Regions from separate parts of the Gossypium hirsutum genome. Here region 2 is linked to region 1. Evidence: chromatin contacts called from public Hi-C data. All regions are on one chromosome and are shown on one strand. The core of a region is the stretch at or near the end of the contact, and the rest is flanking DNA. Distances in the headings are between cores, read along the strand shown.

What was found. A called contact is a pair of places that touch in the nucleus more often than the background predicts.
Region 2: a Hi-C map of leaf shows a contact between it and region 1, with 2.5 times the contacts expected there. The contact joins the enhancer-like site here to the promoter of LOC107892116 in region 1. A contact is called at or near these places in 4 of 34 Hi-C or Micro-C datasets (fibers, leaf and petal).

Annotation. Positions count from the first base shown.
Region 1 is chrD09:32,238,916-32,242,214 of Gossypium_hirsutum_v2.1, reverse strand. LOC107892116 (8-amino-7-oxononanoate synthase) reads left to right here and starts at 1,563. Exons shown (of 9, transcript XR_005918003.1): 1 at 1,563-1,818; 2 at 1,968-2,055; 3 at 2,306-2,544; 4 at 2,648-2,689.
Region 2 is chrD09:32,272,985-32,276,283 of Gossypium_hirsutum_v2.1, reverse strand. No RefSeq gene overlaps it. Among protein-coding and RNA genes, the nearest start is that of LOC107892118, 13 kb to the left of the region's middle. Within about 2 kb of position 1,488, at least 2 of the 9 cell types and tissues checked have an H3K27ac peak or open chromatin away from gene starts, as enhancers often do.

The DNA of each region.
Region 1 (3,299 bases), core at 314-2,813:
TTTAACCCTTAAATTTATATTATTTATTAAATCAGCTCAAAATAGATGGGAAAAATTATTCTTTATTAACTTTACTAAACATGGAAGCCAAAGGCCCTGAAATGAAAACAATTTCCACCTAAACGTTTTTATAACTTATATACTTTTAAATTAATTAATAATGGTAAAATTACATGTTAATCCCCTAAAAATGATAAAAATTTTATTTAATCCTTATAAAAATATAATTAAAATGGTAAAATTACATTTTTAACTATACTAAAATATACAATTTAATTCCATCTCCTCCCAAAAAAAAAAAGAAAAACATTACCGTTACCGTTAATCCTGTTCATAGGAGGCTGAAAGTGATACCCGGTTCGATGAAGTTGTTTTACAGTAAGTGCAGTTTTAGATTGTAAATTTGGATGAACCTTATGAAATGCTTCAACGACGCCATTCTTACTTATTATCTCACAAAAACACCCAATTATTAAATAAACTAACAAAATATTTTCTGTAAACTCCATTGAAATTTTGAAAGCCGAATGTTGAAACGGGATGGTGATTCATTTATATAGGACTGAAATTTAACAATTTCAAAATATATATATTTAAAATGTTTAGATAAGATAGATTTTTATTTGAATTTACCAATAATTTATAATATCAACATTAAATCTACAATTCTTGATTTTCTTTTTTTGAGATAATTAAAATTTTATTCTTATAGTATTTAAATAATTAGGGATTATAGATTATGGTTTATGGTTTAAGGGTTGGAGTTTAAGGGTTAGGGGTTAGGGGTTAGGGTTTATGTTTTATGATTTAGGGTTTAGTAGATAGGGGTTAGGGGTTTAGGGTTTAGATTAATTGGTGTTTTTTAATTTATATATTAAATAATTTATTATATAATTGTAAAAGAGAGAATCATAATTTTAATATATTAAAATTATGATTATAGTTTAAATTAATGTAACAGATTGATATGGATAGGAAATGAATAATATAAAATCATGATTAACGTCTCAATCTTTAATAGAAATTTGATATGTGAGGGATTAATTGCTTACATTGGATAATTCTAACTTAATAATTAATTACAGCCATTTAATCATTTTTTTCTTATTAAAATATACAATATTTAGTTTGAGAGTACTTGGTTTTATTTTATAAAAATTAAATTTATAAAAATTATCTAATTCTTTTAAATATTAGATATTACATAAAAAATTATATAAAAATTTTAAAATTTATCTAATTCTTTTAAATATTACTTAAATTTTTAAAATTTATTTATTTAAAATTGATATAAATTATATAATAATTAAATATAAATTTGTAAAAAAAGTCAATTATTAGTGACGTTTATGATAAAAATGCCGCAAAAAGTAAGCAATAGCGGCGTTTAGACGAAAAATGCCACAAATATGTATTGAATTTTTTCAAAACGTGCTGTTTTACTACAGAAATTTAATTTTTTTTAGTAGCGTTTTTTCTAAAAACGCCGCAAAATCCATAATTAATTACCTAGGCTTATTTGACGCTATATAAGCTCAGCGTGATATTTCAACCAAAATAATTAAAATTAAACCAACAAAGAAAGCCCTAGAAGTCTAAAGAAAAGGGGGGAAAGATGAAGCCGATGCCTATAGAATTCGTGACGGACCCAGACGACCAAGGTTCAGCCATGGAAGTCGACGATGTTGACACACCGGAGATCTTCGGCGAAGGCTTCATCGCTTCCGACAACAAGCTCGCCTATGCCGATTTCTTCAACAACTTCGAAGACGATTTTGATGACTCCGATATCGACTAAAAAAAGAAGAATCGTTTCAAGTACTCATCTATCTTTTTTTTCCCTTCTTACTTTCGATTTTTAGGGTCAAACTCAGGTTCTTCTTTTGAAAACCATTATTCGTTTATTTATAGATTTCTGAAGAAATGTTCCTTATTTTTGGGTATTTACTTGTTTTTTATTTGTTTAGAGCAAACATTACACCAGGGACTGTGTTGATTTTGTTGGCTGGAAGGTTTATGGGGAAGAGAGTTGTTTTCTTGAAGCAACTTTATCAGGCAATCCACTGAATCTGTCTAAATCTTTATCTCTTCTTGCAAAATAAAAAATAAAAAGAATCAAAGAATCAAATCAGTTATTAGTATAAACTTATATTTTGATCCATTACTTTGAGTGAGAACGGTTGACCCTTAGTGTACTGCTCTTCGATGCATCACACCAAAAATTTCTTTTAACCATAAATATTCTTCTATTCTAAACTTTTCTGAAGACTGATGCTTGTTTTTTTCTTCCGAATTTATGCTTTAGGACTGTCTTCTTTGTCCTACAGGGTTTTCAGCCAATATGGCATTGATGGTAGCACTTAGAAACCTTGCATCCCTCATTGCAGCAGGCAATGTGCCTGTGAAGGATGAAAAAATTGCCATTTTCTCTGATGAACTAAACCATGCATCAATAATTGATGGTATTCGTCTTGCTGAAAGACAAAGAAGTGTAGAATTCTTTGTATATAAACACTGCGACATGTCCCATCTCCGTGAACTGTTGTAGGTTTTTACTTTTCACATAGATTATTCTGATAATCATTCTCTTTCTAGGACTTTCTCTCTAACTATGCTGCATAATGGCAATTTTTTTGGATTTTGACAGATCAAATTGCAAAATGAAGAAAAAGGTTGTTGTGACCGATAGGTTAGTCATGTTTCTACAGATGTTCATTACATTGTCATTTCTCTATCCTATAAAAATAAGTAACAGCAAACCTTTCTTTCGCATTTTCATGCTTTTTTTTTTCTGGATGTCCAAGAATATTGTACATTTTCAAATAACTATACTTTGCATTTTTTGCATCTTACCAATGAAATACATGTTTATGAATATAACTAGATTTTTGCAACTGCATTCATTTATGAATGATTCTTGGGTCTATGCTGTTTGTAGCATTTAAATATCACATCTGTAGGCTTGCAGAATAATATGATAACTACAAAAATAATAGACTATATACCTTTAAGAATTAGATTCTTTGTCCATTCAGATTTTTTAATGCTAATTTAAAACTTTTATTTTGTGTCTTCTCATGGGGAAATATGCTTTCAAATTACACCCTGGCATAATTCAAAATTACATAGATATGTTCATGATGTTACCCTTTAAGATATGTTAGCTCACAATGTATTTTGACTCCAACATTCCTTCACATCTATATCTAATATATACTAGCTCACCAAAATACATTTGTATTTTAGCATGTATCTTGATTGAATGTTTCATGTGATTTATGTGAATGTAACATATTTAG
Region 2 (3,299 bases), core at 239-2,738, 34 kb before region 1:
AAGAAATAAAGAAACTCATGATAATCTCCTAAGAAATCAAATGCGAATATTCAATCTTGACGGAAATCTGCTTCTGAACAGCTTCAATGGTGTTTTTCGAGTTGTTTTCTTGAATATTTTATGACGGCTCACTCTTATTTTCTTATTTTTGTCATATATATGTCTTAGAATGCCCGAAAAACCTAAAAATCGTGTTTTTCCGCTGTTCAAAGTGCAAATTCGCACAATTGACATGGTCTACCACATGGTCGTTTGGAATGGGCGGGTCAACCCGTGTTGCTCCTGTAGCTTGCTCTGATTTTTTTATTTTCACTCATTTTTTGCTCATTTTGTTCCCAATTGCTCTACTAGGCATAAAAACATAAATTTAAAATATTATGAGCATAAAATTCATAATTAACATTGAATAATCACCCAAAAATTTATTAAGAATGAGGTTAAAATATGTTACGTTTAGCACTTATCAAGAGCAAATCGAGGCTCTTACAGCTATCATGAACCTTGCAAATGGACCATAAAATACACATAGTGAATACCTAAAAAAAAAAAAAGAAAAAGAAACAGTGACATGTTTTTGATAATTTACAAACTTGAAATTCAAGTTACAATATATTGTATATGGGTGAGATCGGTTGGATTTTGTTAAGTTTTTTAGAATTTTCAAACTATCTATAATAATTTGGTTTGGTTTGGTTTTCGATTTTTGGTTTTTCGTATTAATTTTGAATTTAGGTTTTTAAATTTTATTTTGATAGAAGAAGCATTATTTTATGACTTCTCGATATTATTTAGAAAATTTTCAAAAAAAAATTCTTAAAGTAAATAAATAAATATGTTAAATAGTATGTTTGAAAATATCTTTAAAGTTATTTTTACTATTTTAAATATAAAATATTTATTTTTATATCATAAAATTTGAAATTAATTATAAACCAAATAAAAATAAAATTTAATTTCATTTAGATAATCATATTTTTTTCATATGTATTTCAAAAATTATCTAAACACGAATAGTTTCGTTAACACACACCTAATAAAAGAAAGGTTAAATTCTATGAATAGTCCTACTAACCATAAATTTAACCCTTAATATTGATCACTTTTGATAATTAGCCCCTACCTTTTTTATTTTTATTTTTTTTACCAGATAAGTTACATTTCTTATTTGATTTCTTCTTCAACCTTCATTTCTTTCTTTTTTTTCAATCCTATTTAGATTTCACCAGAAAACAATAATCCATCTTTTTTTTCTTTTGTTCTTTCTTAACCTTACTATTTTCTAATTGTTTAAAACATCATTTTTCAAATATAAGAAAACTCATCAAATTTGCTTCTTGACCAAAAAATAATAATTTTCTCTATTAAAAATTGAAGAGAAAAAGACGATGAAAATAAACCCAGAATCTGCCACACTCAAAAGTCGCAGTGAGTTTGATGAATTCCTAAAGACAAAAAAAAAATGCTTCCATGGCACCACAAACAATGAATGAAGGCAAACACTCCAAATACCAAAACCCACCAATAATAATTAAAATTTTAAAACTTTTATTTATTTGGAAATCATTTCCAATTATTTGTTGAAGAACTATTGGTAATTTTATTTTTATTTTTATTTTGAAGAAAAAGATGATTGAGTTTCATGCTAAAGAGATTAAATTTGTGATCATAATAAAATTAAGGGAAAAAGCTATGAAATTGTACCACTTAAAAAGTAAATCCGCACAAATCAATCAATATAGAAATCAAATTAACCTAAAAGAAAACTAGAGTTATGTTTCTACACAGAATGGGCCGCAAAACAAACCTAACTCTTTTTAAGAAAGTCCAATTGAAGTTTGAAGTTTAAAAAGAAAACCCAACTCTAGTTTTTTTCCTAAGATGACTTATGGTGCTCTTGCTCTTGGGTTGGCACATGTGAAACCCTATTTGTATCATGTTTTTCGTCACCACTAATTACAACTTTTTTAGGGACGTAATTCTTTTAAACAATGAAGCATTTTCAAATGATTTCTTGTTACCAAAAACTTCATATGACGAAATTTTATATTTATCTATAAATTTCATATCCTCGCAACTATATTATATAGATTCAAGATATACATTTGTTCATGGGTCGGATTAACTAATAACATTATAAAGTATAATGATCAAATTATGTTAAAAATTAAAGTATAAATGTTAAATCTTAAATTTAGACGTAATAGAGGGATTAAAAGTGAAATTTGACCATAATCTTATTGTACATGCCAGATTTTGCCCGGGCCTAAAAGACCCGCATTACAGATATGGCCCTATTAATAAAACAAATAGTGGCCCAAACCCAATTTCAACGAAATAGGCCTAAAATAAATGACCCAAACCTAAAGCCCAATTACAGTTTAGCCCAAATGGCGAGAACAGTTTCTGAAACCCTAGCAACAGCAACGTCTCGCGCCGCAGCCCTCCAAATCTCCGTGGATCTTCACTTGCACATCAAGGAAAAACAAAAAAGGAAACACAATCAAAGATTCGAAAATCAAACAAAGAAACAGATTTTATTTCTTCTTTTAATTGTTTCATTCGGCTATAAAAAAAGCCACGAATACATTGTAATAGGGGATTTTTTAGGGAAATTAATAAAAAAACAGATACTTTTACAGCAAAAAGAGCATAATACCAAAGAGCAAAGATCAATCAAGAAAAATGTTGATTTCTTTTGGTTTTGTTATTTTCTTTTTTTTTAATTTTTTTAAAAGAAATAGAATAAAACAAAATAAAAGGTAAAAAAAACTTATCTTTCTTCGTTTCTGAAACACCGTTGAGGCAGCTGAGGCTCGTCTTCGAGGATAGACGATCGGAAGCCGAAGAGTTTCTTGGGTATTTGGGGCATTTTGCTTACTTTTTTGAAGATTTTAAGCCCGGATTCGGACTTAGAGGGGTTTAAAAGAGCATATAGGTGTTTTTTCCCTTCTCCGGCCACCGCAGACGGCGGTGTCGGGGCCCAAAATCGGCAGCCGGCGCGGTGGCCGATGACCGGACTGGAGGCCGGACGACTAAGGGAAGGGAGAGTTTTTTTTAGGATTTCTGTTTTTTTTTTAAAAAGGGAATGGGAAAAATGAAATTTTTAGGTTTTTTTTTTACTTAAATAACCGTTTCACCAGGCCTCCCCAGATACCAAAACGGAGTCGTTTTGGGGGACCGACCCGACCCAGCCTAGGATCCGCGTGTTTTTGAGCGGAGGGGTAAATTGCGCTTTTAGCCCCTCCGCCTTTATAATATTTTACAATTAAGTTTTTTTATTTTTTTAATTCACCCTTTAA